2 separate regions of the Mus musculus genome follow, and region 1 is linked to region 2. Evidence: chromatin contacts called from public HiChIP or PLAC-seq data. All regions are on one chromosome and are shown on one strand. Each heading gives the region's core, a stretch centred on a gene start, on an enhancer-like site or on the middle of the called end of the contact. The rest is flanking DNA. Distances are from core to core; before and after follow the strand shown.

Region 1 (4,408 bases), core at 1,176-3,675, 81 kb before region 2:
TGATTACGACAACTTCAAACACCTTTGTTGAAACCAAGGGCATAGTCCTGGACAGCCCCACAACGCTCAAACAGTGGAGATGAGCGATGAAGGAGGCCCAGTGTGCACTACCAGAGAGGATTTAGCAGGACTGTCAGTCCGAAGGCCTACAAAGTTGACCACAGCAGTAGCCTGTATCTGAATCCCAGAGTTCCTACAGCAATGGGAGGTGCAGACAGAATTCCCAGAAGCTTGCTGCAGCTAGCCAAAGGCAGCAGGAGACAATACAAAAGAGCCCCTGCCTCACGCAGGATGGAAGGCAAAGGCTGGCACCTGACACTGTCCTTGATCCCCACTTGTCTCATGGTCCAGGTGTGCCTACACTCCACATGGGTGTGTGTACATACACACACTGATAACAATGGCAGACAAATCACAAGTCTCATTTTTCTGCTTTAACACATAGGAAAACCATGGATCCTGCCCTAAAGGGAAAGAAAGGTTCCTGAAAGAGAACAACTGCCTGCTTTGTCTCCATGTGTGCAGAGCAGGTCAAGGAATGGGGCATGGCCCATAGTTTTGCAGGAAGAGTGTCGGGTGGATTCTTGCCCTCTCCCAAAGCTAAGGGTTCGGAGTGGGGACTGTCTAAGTCCGAGGTGAAGCAGAGTTGCTCTTCTGGGTCACCATTCTTCTAAGCCTTTTGGGCCCTGCACATGAAAGCGTCCTCTGGGAATTGCCAAAGCAGCAAGTTTCACACTGGTGATGCACACCAGTGGGCACTTGTGCTACTCACAGTGACTATAGACCCCTGTTGCATGGGGTTGTAGCTGGCAGTTGGTCTAATCAGGAGTTGGAAGTGAACACAAAGCTTGGATTGCCCCTAAGAACCAAGTCAGGGCGGGGTGGGGTGGGGTGGTGCAGGGATGCAGATGTGGGTGGAGAAATGGTAGATGCTTTGAGGGCACCTAAGAGGGAAGCCAGAGTTCCTGGGGAAGAGGCTCCAGGATGAAGATGGGGGACGCATGCAAGTGGAGGAGAGAATGGTTTTCAGGCAGATGGAATCCCATGTGTTTCCAGAACTGTTGGGGGTGTGTGACTGCCAGAAGCCTGATGGGGGGACACCCCAGAGCTCAACCCAGGCAGGAACTGCAGAGTGTGGATGCAATGGGGGAGGGGGAGACCAGAAGCCTGAGGAAGGAAGAAGTTTCCAAGCAGACACTGGAGTTTGAATCTGGGGACAGTACAGAGTTGTGGGCCACATCTTAAGTGCAGTGAGCTGATGAGAGCTGGGTATGGCAGGCTTATTTTAACTTGTTCCTAATGCATCCAAGGCCATTAGCCCCATATCAAATGTACAATGATTGGAAGTTCCACCTCTTTAGCCCACCCATCTCTCCCACCTAGTTACCTCTGAAAGAACCATTCCCCCTTCTGTTCACCTCCTTTGCTTCTCCCTTCTCATTTTCCCTCCCCTCTCTATTACATTTATCTGTTTGTTGGGGGGGGCATGCATGCTATGGCGCACATGCAGGTCAGAAGACAACATCCAGTAGTTGTTTCTGTCCTACCACATGAATCCAGGGGTTCAAACTCAATCCGTCAGACTTGGAAGCAAGACCGTAAACCTCTGAGCTCTTTTGAACAGCTTTCCCCTAGAGGTTCCCTCCCTGACTATTACCCAGGCTTTCAACTGTAGCTCCTGGGCAACCCATATCCAAGCCAGGCTTTCTTGATTGGGCTCCCAGTGCAAGCGAGTGATGCTTCCCTATTCTTCATTCCTGTGGGAGGGAAACCACCAGAGCCAGGCTGAGATGTGGCAGTGAGGTCAGGGAACTTGCATCAGACAGCCCATCATCAAGCCCCAGACAATGGTACGGATGTGGCAGGTGAACCTCCACTCCCCTTCCAAGGGCCTTGGCAGACATTACTAATCAATTGCATCACTTTCGCAGTGAGTCAATCCAGAGCTGCAGACAACCACAAAAGTTGGCTTGCCATTCTTGACCCAGACACTATCCAGAAGTCAGAGTCACTGACTCAGAAGGCAAGGTAAAGGGTAGTGGTCAGAACACATGCATGGGTTTCAAAATGCTAAGGTAAAGGACAGGATAAGGCATGGCCAAGCTAGCAAGGGAAGTAGTGACTCACATTCATCAGGACTTAAGTTTACAGAGGGCTTTCTCTAAATACCCTGGCTCTTGGGGTTAAATGACTCACTTCCATACTACAGATGAGACAGAGAAGTCCCAGAGAAAGGGGGGTGCACCTGGTGCCACACAGTATTCTGATCCATGTGGCATACACTTTCTCTGAGCCTTAGCACAGGTAGCTCAAGACCCAGAGTCAGCTTCTCCTCTAACGGGTCACCCAGAGCTGAAACCCATGAGAAGGTGAGAGACAGAGCCCACCCGTGGCCTGCTGCTAGTGGTCTAACCCCTGAGTGGACACAAACTCAGGGAACATTTGCTGACAGGAGACACTCTGGAGATCTCAAATATTACTACTTAAACAGAGCTGCAGGGGTAGCTCATTGGGGCATGTCTTTGGAGGTTATACCTGGTTTGTGTGTTCTCTCCCTCTCCCTCTCCCTGCTCCTGTCCCCTTGCCTCCCCTCCCCCAGTTGTCTACCCTAAGACAAAGAACTTCCAGTGTCTTGTGGTTCTGCCACCCAGTGGCCATGGGCTAAATAAAACCTCTGCTAATGTAGGCAACAACAAATGTGATGGTTTGTATATGCTTGGCTCAGGGAATGGCACTATTCGAAGGTGTGACCCTGTTGGAGTAGGTTTGTCACTGTGGGTATGGGCTGTGAGACTCTCATCCTAGCTGCCTGGAAGCCAGTCTTCTGCTAGCATCCTTCAGATGAAGATGTAGAACTCTCAGCTCCTCCTACACCATGCCTGCCTGGATGCTGCCATGTTCCCACCATGATGATAATGGACTGAATTTCTGAACCTGTAAGCCAGCCCCAATTAAATGTTGTCCTTATAAGAGTTGCCTTGGTTATGGTGTCTGTTCACAGCTGTAAAACTCTAAGACAACAAAACCTCCCATCTCTCAAGTTACTTCTGAAATTATTTGGTTATGATGATCAGCAAAGCAAGTGACACAGGATGCACATTGAGTCCTTCCTCCAGGGCCTAGGGTTTGGCTGTCCCTCATGCTTTGAGCCACTCGGGAATTCTCTTGTCTACATTAGCCTTCATTTCTATTGCTTGCAAGGAAAGGACCCAAGATTGTCACTGGCACACTGGCTGTGGGAAAGTATAGGTCATAATCTATTTGGCTTCTAGCTTCTTGGCCGTTCCTTTCTACCCCAGGGCCCAAGCAGAAAGCCAAGAACCTTAGAGGTAGGAAAGAGCCTCAGGAAAGGTAAGGTCGGGAAGTAGCTGCTCTTTCAAGACACCCACTGGGAGCGCCTCTTCCTTGCTCTCCTTGTATGTCAGAGCCTTTCCTCCTTTGGGGAGTTTCACAGTCAGGGCCAGGTGGCTTCCAGGACTAGAGGCTCCCCACAAAAGGTTGAGCTGCCCCCTGGTAGGATGGGGAGTGTGTTCTGTAGTCATCTGCTCATTAGTGGTCTCTAGATTCAATTCTGCATCACAGAGGACACAGAGACTCACAGGTAGCCAGCCGGCTGTCACACACACACACACACACACACACACACACACACACACACACACACACGGAGGAACAACCCCCAGCGAGTGAGGCCCTAGTCTTGGGAGCTTGTGCTCATATTTGCCCACCTCGATGGTCCTGCCAGATCAGCGATTGCTCTACATTCCTGCCCAGAAGCCCTTTGAAGAGTTGAGCAGCCACATTCTTGGAGCCATTAGCTAAGGAAATTGGTCTTGATCTGTAACCATGAAGAACAGCAGCTGCCACCTAGTGTCTGAGCAGTGTCAAGACTCAAGTGGTGAGAACCAGGGCAGTTGGCTAGGACTGGCTCCCTAATGGTCCGACACAAGAGGAGCTGAAGGACTATGGGCAATAGATGGGCTCCCCCCCCCACCCCCGGTCCTGATTCGGAAGGTCATCCTTTGTGGCCAGAAATAACGGCTATTCAAGAGAAAATGTTTCAAATATTGTTAATTCTTTTTTTTAAAAAACACCAAATGATATAGCTCAGTGTTGGATACTTGCCCAGCATACCCAAGGCTCTGGGTTCCATCCAGCACACTAGAAAACAAACACATCTAAACATGCCAGGCAGCCTCTGCTCTTGATTTAAAATTCCTTTAAAGCCATGAAGTTTTTCATTGCCTCTGGCCTTCTCTAATGTCTATTCTGCCAGTCTAAGGCTCTGGCCAGCCCAGCAACTTCATGTGGAAGGTAACCTTTGCTTCTTGCCTCCTGTGCTGTGTTTTTTGCTGAGGCCCCATCACCTCCTTTCCTGTGCCTACACACCTTACCCTGGCGGCTGTGC
Region 2 (4,988 bases), core at 1,420-3,919:
TCTGTCTTCCCTGCCCAGCCATTAGCTGCCAGCATCTTTATTTACTATTCAGAACCAACTGGGGGCAGGCTCACTCAAATTAACATTAGAATACAAGCAGCATTAGGCCAAACCCACTACATGCAACCACAGCTCCAATAAGCTCGTGGGGAGAGCATCCCTGCACGTCTGGAAGACAGTTTTGCTTCACTCTTCCTCACTGTCTGGCCCTTATAATCTGTCCCTTCTTCAATGGTTCCTAAGTCTTTAGGGGACAAGGTGTAATATGTACGTCCCGCTCACGGCTGAGTGTTACAGACATTTATTCTCTGTACTTTGACCAGCTGTGAGTTTCAGCATTAACCACTGTCCATTTGAGACAAAGCAAGTCCCAGATCAAGGCTTGGTGGTACACACCTTTAATCTGGGCCACACCTTCTGCTGGAGACTTACATAGGGACACTGGAAGAAGGAAGATTCCCTATCTTTGCCTGCTTGCCTTGTGGGACTGAGAGGGACTGAGAAACTACTGGATCCTTGGACTTCCATTCACAGATGACCATTGTTGGGGAGTTGGGCTTCAGACTGTAAGTCATCATAATAGATTCCCTTACTGTACAGAGACTACCCGTAAGTTCTGTGGCTCTAGGGAACCCTGACTAAGACACCTAATGAGTGTTTTGCCTGCCTGCATGCATGTGGACCATATACATGCCTGGTGCCTGCGGAGGTCAGAAGAGGCTGCCAGGTCCCCTGGAACTGGAATTAAGGATGGGTATGAGCCACCATGTGGGTGCTGGGAACTGAATGTGGGTCTTCTGCAAGAGCAGCAAGTGCTCTGAGCTGCTGACCCATCTCTGTCAGCTCCTCGAGTATTTTACATTTCATAAGAGCTAGGGCATAGGGCCTCAGTGGTAAAGCGTATACATTGAATGCATGAAGCCATGGGTTTAATCACCATCATCAGGAAGTATACTGCTAACAAGGGGAAATGAAATTGCTTACGTAGCCCACACTTTACTTGTTTGTGGGTATGTGTGTAACTCCAGTCCATAGACTTGACTTGTTGCCAGCCACTCTTACCTGCTGAGCCATCTCACCTGCCCTGGCTGACACTTTATGTCTGTTGAGCAGCGCTGGTCATGTAGAGACCTGAATTCTGCCACTAACTCACCTCAAGTGTTCCAAGTTGTAGACTCATTGTTTCTGTTCTACCTATAAAAGGCACAGATGTCGCTCCTGCCCTCACAACATTAAACAGATAATAATAATAATAATAATAAAAAAAATCTACAGAGCACTGATTTCAGAGGACAAATGTGCCACTTCAAAAGTCGGAGAGAAGATTTGGAGTAACGGTCAGTGCTTGCGTTCTCTCTCTTTCTTCTCTGTGTGAGTGTCTCCAGGTTGGCACACATGTGTGCAAGTCAGTGTCTCCAATTTGGTACACATGTGTGTGCATGGGTGTGCAAGCTAAAGATTAGTCTCAGCTGTCATTTCTCAGGACAATGTCCAGTTTGGTTTTCTGAGAGTGTCTCTCACTAGTCTGAACCACACCCATTTGGCTGGTAGCTTGCTGGCCAGTAAGACCCAAAGTTCTGCCTGTCTCTACCTCCAGTGTTTACTTGGCTAGTATGTTATGTGTGTGTGTGTGTATGTGTGTGTGTGCATGCACGTATGTATGCCTGTGTGTGTGTGTATGTATGAATATATGTGTGTGCCTGCACACAAGCTCAATTGACACTTCGTATTTTCCCCAGTCACTCGGTATTTATTGAGGTAGAATTCTTGAGCTCAAGAATTCTGGCTAGTGTGGCTAGCCACTTTGCCAGAGGAATTGTCTCTGCCTCCTGAGAACTGGGATTACAGGTAGCTATTACTACAATTTCTACAGGGGTCCTGGAGATCTGAACTGTAGTCTTCACATCTGGGCAGCAAATACTTTGTCTACTGAGTCATCTCCGCAGCCCGTGCCTGGCGTTTGCGGTGTATTCTGGGAATTGAGCTTAGGTTTCCAGCTTAGCAGCAAGAACCTTTGTCTTTTTTGCTTTCTTTTCCCCTGATGCTGCTTGGGTCTTGGAGGTGGTGATATAGGTGTTTCAGTCAGAGCTGAGATCATTTAGTCTCAGTCAGTTTGACTAGTTATGGATCTCTGCATTAACCAACATCACATACTCTAAAACAAATTTATAACTTTTTCTTCCTTTTGAGATAGGGCCTTGAACTCACAGAGATTCTTCTGCCTTTTTTTTTTTTTTTTTTTTTCTCGAGACAGGGTTTCTCTGTATAGCCCTGGCTGCCCTCGAACTCACAAATCCGTTTGCCTCTGCCTCCCGAGTGCTGGGATTAAAGGTGTGTGCCACCACGCCCAGCATGAGCTTCTTCTGCTTTTTGTGTCTTGAGTTTGTGTACGTTTATTTAACTTGAGAGGAATAAATAATAAAAATAGGGAGAAAAAGGTTGAAATAACTATCTGCCGGGGCGGTTGGACTGCGCCTTGAAGCTCACCTGCTTGAACTGGGTCTTCTAGGATCTTAAATTCAGGAGGCGAGCTGGCTCAACCAGGAGAGGGGAGGGGCCGAGAGAAGGGGCGGGTCTTATGCCGGTTTCATGGCCGCTGCGGGACTCTCTGGCAAACCCCCGCCGCACTCGATAGCCGGAAGTCGTCCTGCCTTCGCCTCTAGGAAGCGGAAGTGCAGGGGCAGCTGGCAACTGGGTTATTGCTTTGAGAAACCGGCTTGTGAGGAGCGGCGGGAAAGGCGCGTGTCGGCTTCTCACTGGCGCAGCCTCCCCGGCGATCGCCGCTGCTCCGCCCTGCCCAGGCGTCGTTGCAGACACCGGAGTGGACGAAGCGCGGCCCGGGCATGTGCAGCCGGGGGGATGCGAACACTGCGGATGCCGCGGCTGCGCGGCGGGTGACAGGTACCTTGGGTGGCGTGGGGAGGCCTCGGGAACAGGAGAGGGGCCAGCGCGGGAGGCGACCGTGAGTCCGAGTCACCTTGGGCTTCCTCTTGTACTCTGACTCGGTTTTCCCTCCAGTGTTCTCTCCACGAGCGCCTCAAGTCGTCCCCAGCGGTCTTCTGGGGACAGAGTGGCGGCGGGCTCACTCCAGCAGTCCTGACCCTGTTTGAAGTGTAGGAGGAGGAAGCGCCCCCAGGACTTTAGACCAAGTCTGACCCTAAGTAGGTTGAGAATCAGCATTTTGCATGATTCTGGAGAAACGAGTTGGCGTTTTTATAGGTTTCTGAGTTCAGGTGATGCATCTGTGGGTGATAAGATCTCTTGGCGTGAAATTGGACGGTTCACTTCACTTTTAGCTTGTGATCTGTGCATCTCCAAAACATTGTGATCGTGAGCTCTTCTTGCTGCTGGGCTGAAAGCTCTCTTGTTCTGCATTTGTTGCCAGGTTTGAAATGGAGAGAGTGTTTTGTTTGTTCTGAGACCTATGATCTTGCCCTTGCAGTGCCTTGGAAACATCTGTGCCCGTGCAAGCTTATTGTAGTATAAAGTTCTTTATTTCCTAGTAATACCTTGTACACTGCCAAACGCATGAAGACATAGTCATGTCTGTTTGCTTGTCCTACCCCTTTGGAGGTAGGGTCTCAGGATCATAGGCTACCCTTGGAATCCCGGCCACCACCAGATCTGCTTGGAGACATTTTACAAAGCTAGTTAACACTACAAAACTGGAGCAGATTGTAGCCTTTCCACTTGACTTGTTTTTGGTAAACTTAGCTGAAACTTTTCTTTCTTAAATAAAAAATTTTATTTTGTTTACTTAGATTTTGTTGTGTGTATACAGGACAACTTAGTGGAGTTAGCTTTCTCCATCCACCTCTGTGTGGCTTTCTTTTTAGGGCTCAATCTCAGGTCACCAGGCTTGCATGGCAAGAGCCTTTACCCACAGAGCCATCTTGCTAAAACTTTCTTTTTTGCTTTCTTGAGGGAGGAAGAGAAAGGGAGAGAGGATCTAGATATAGAGACACAAATTAAATGTCTGTCTCTCTGTCTGACTGTTTGTCTATATCAAGAGGTGGGAGAGAGAATATGAATTTGTTATGTAGAGACCAGAAGACAACTTTAAAGGATGGCTCTCTCCTTCCACCATGGGGGTCTGGGGATTGAATTCAAGTTTTCAGGCTTTGTAGCTATTGCCTTTATCCATTGAGCCATCTCCCCGGACCCAAAATTTTATTAAAAGAGGTAAAACAATACTTTGTAAAGTAGCAGGGTATCTTAGTGTGCATTTAACTATTGGGGAATAGATGGAGCTAAGGAGAAACCTTAGTTAGAACGTCTCTGGTGGGAGCCAATCCTTTGCATTCATATGAATAGTAACTTGTTGGAGTGGAAATCAAATGGATGTTTCACAGAGAAGAGCTAATAGGGATGGATGTATCAAGTTTAGCTAATTTCTTCTCACTTGGATTGGGTGTTTCCTGTTATTTTTCTTTGCTATACACCACACACACACACACACACACACACGCGCGTTGAAACTCAGTCTGGTAGATTTATAGTTGCAGATTTGTTTTGTCTTTTTTTATTTTTTGCCTTTTTTCTTTTTAAGAGTTCTTTAACTTTTCTTTAAAAATAACAAGGCAGCTGGGCCTGTGATGGTGCCCTCCTGTAGCCCCCGGCACTTGGGAGGGAGGTAGAGACAGTAGGATTTGGAGTTCAAGGTTGTCCCGTGCTAGGTCATGACAAGAACCCGTTTTGAAAGAGAAAGGAGGAGTTTAGTGGTAACTTAAGAATCAGGGAGCCTGCTCTGCTTTCCGGAAAGTGAAAGCGTTTGTCGCACACACCTGTCACGTTCGGTTTTAATATTTTATTGTGGATCAGCCAACGGGCCTTAGTCTAAATGCTCTAGGGGCTCATGGTTGGTTGCTCGTAGACTCGGGCCTAGAACTTGTTAGAATGCCGGCTGGTTGTCCGCCATGCTGGCCAGCGTTGCCCTTTCAGTGGCTGTCAACTCAGAACATTTATCTTCATAAGCAGCTCAAAAGGCC

Evidence for each region. HiChIP or PLAC-seq counts read pairs in DNA pulled down with a chosen protein or histone mark.
Region 1: a BATF HiChIP or PLAC-seq map of CD8 T cells shows a contact between it and region 2, with 5 read pairs. The contact joins the enhancer-like site here to the promoter of Uggt1 in region 2. A contact is called at or near these places in 1 of 15 datasets of contacts at CTCF or cohesin (large pre-B cells), 2 of 484 Hi-C or Micro-C datasets (embryonic stem cells and female germline stem cell-derived STRA8 germ cells), 4 of 115 datasets of contacts at active chromatin or transcription factors (CD8 T cells, embryonic stem cells and pancreatic cancer cells) and 3 of 9 other capture datasets (adipose tissue, liver and pancreatic islet).

What each region holds. Positions count from the first base shown.
Region 1 is chr1:36,323,683-36,328,090 of GRCm38.p6, reverse strand. It overlaps Arid5a (AT rich interactive domain 5A (MRF1-like)), which reads right to left. Exons shown (of 7, transcript NM_001172205.1): 7 at 4,062-4,408. Among named protein-coding and RNA genes, the nearest start is that of Arid5a, 18 kb to the right of the region's middle. Within about 2 kb of position 2,425, at least 76 of the 459 cell types and tissues checked have an H3K27ac peak or open chromatin away from gene starts, as enhancers often do. A contact at or near this core is called in CD8 T cells and pancreatic cancer cells, where this site is marked.
Region 2 is chr1:36,241,983-36,246,970 of GRCm38.p6, reverse strand. It overlaps Uggt1 (UDP-glucose glycoprotein glucosyltransferase 1), which reads left to right and starts at 2,669. Exons shown (of 41, transcript NM_198899.2): 1 at 2,669-2,901. The coding sequence starts at 2,844. It overlaps Gm39625 (a long non-coding RNA gene), which reads right to left and starts at 2,662. Exons shown (of 2, transcript XR_865343.3): 1 at 2,488-2,662.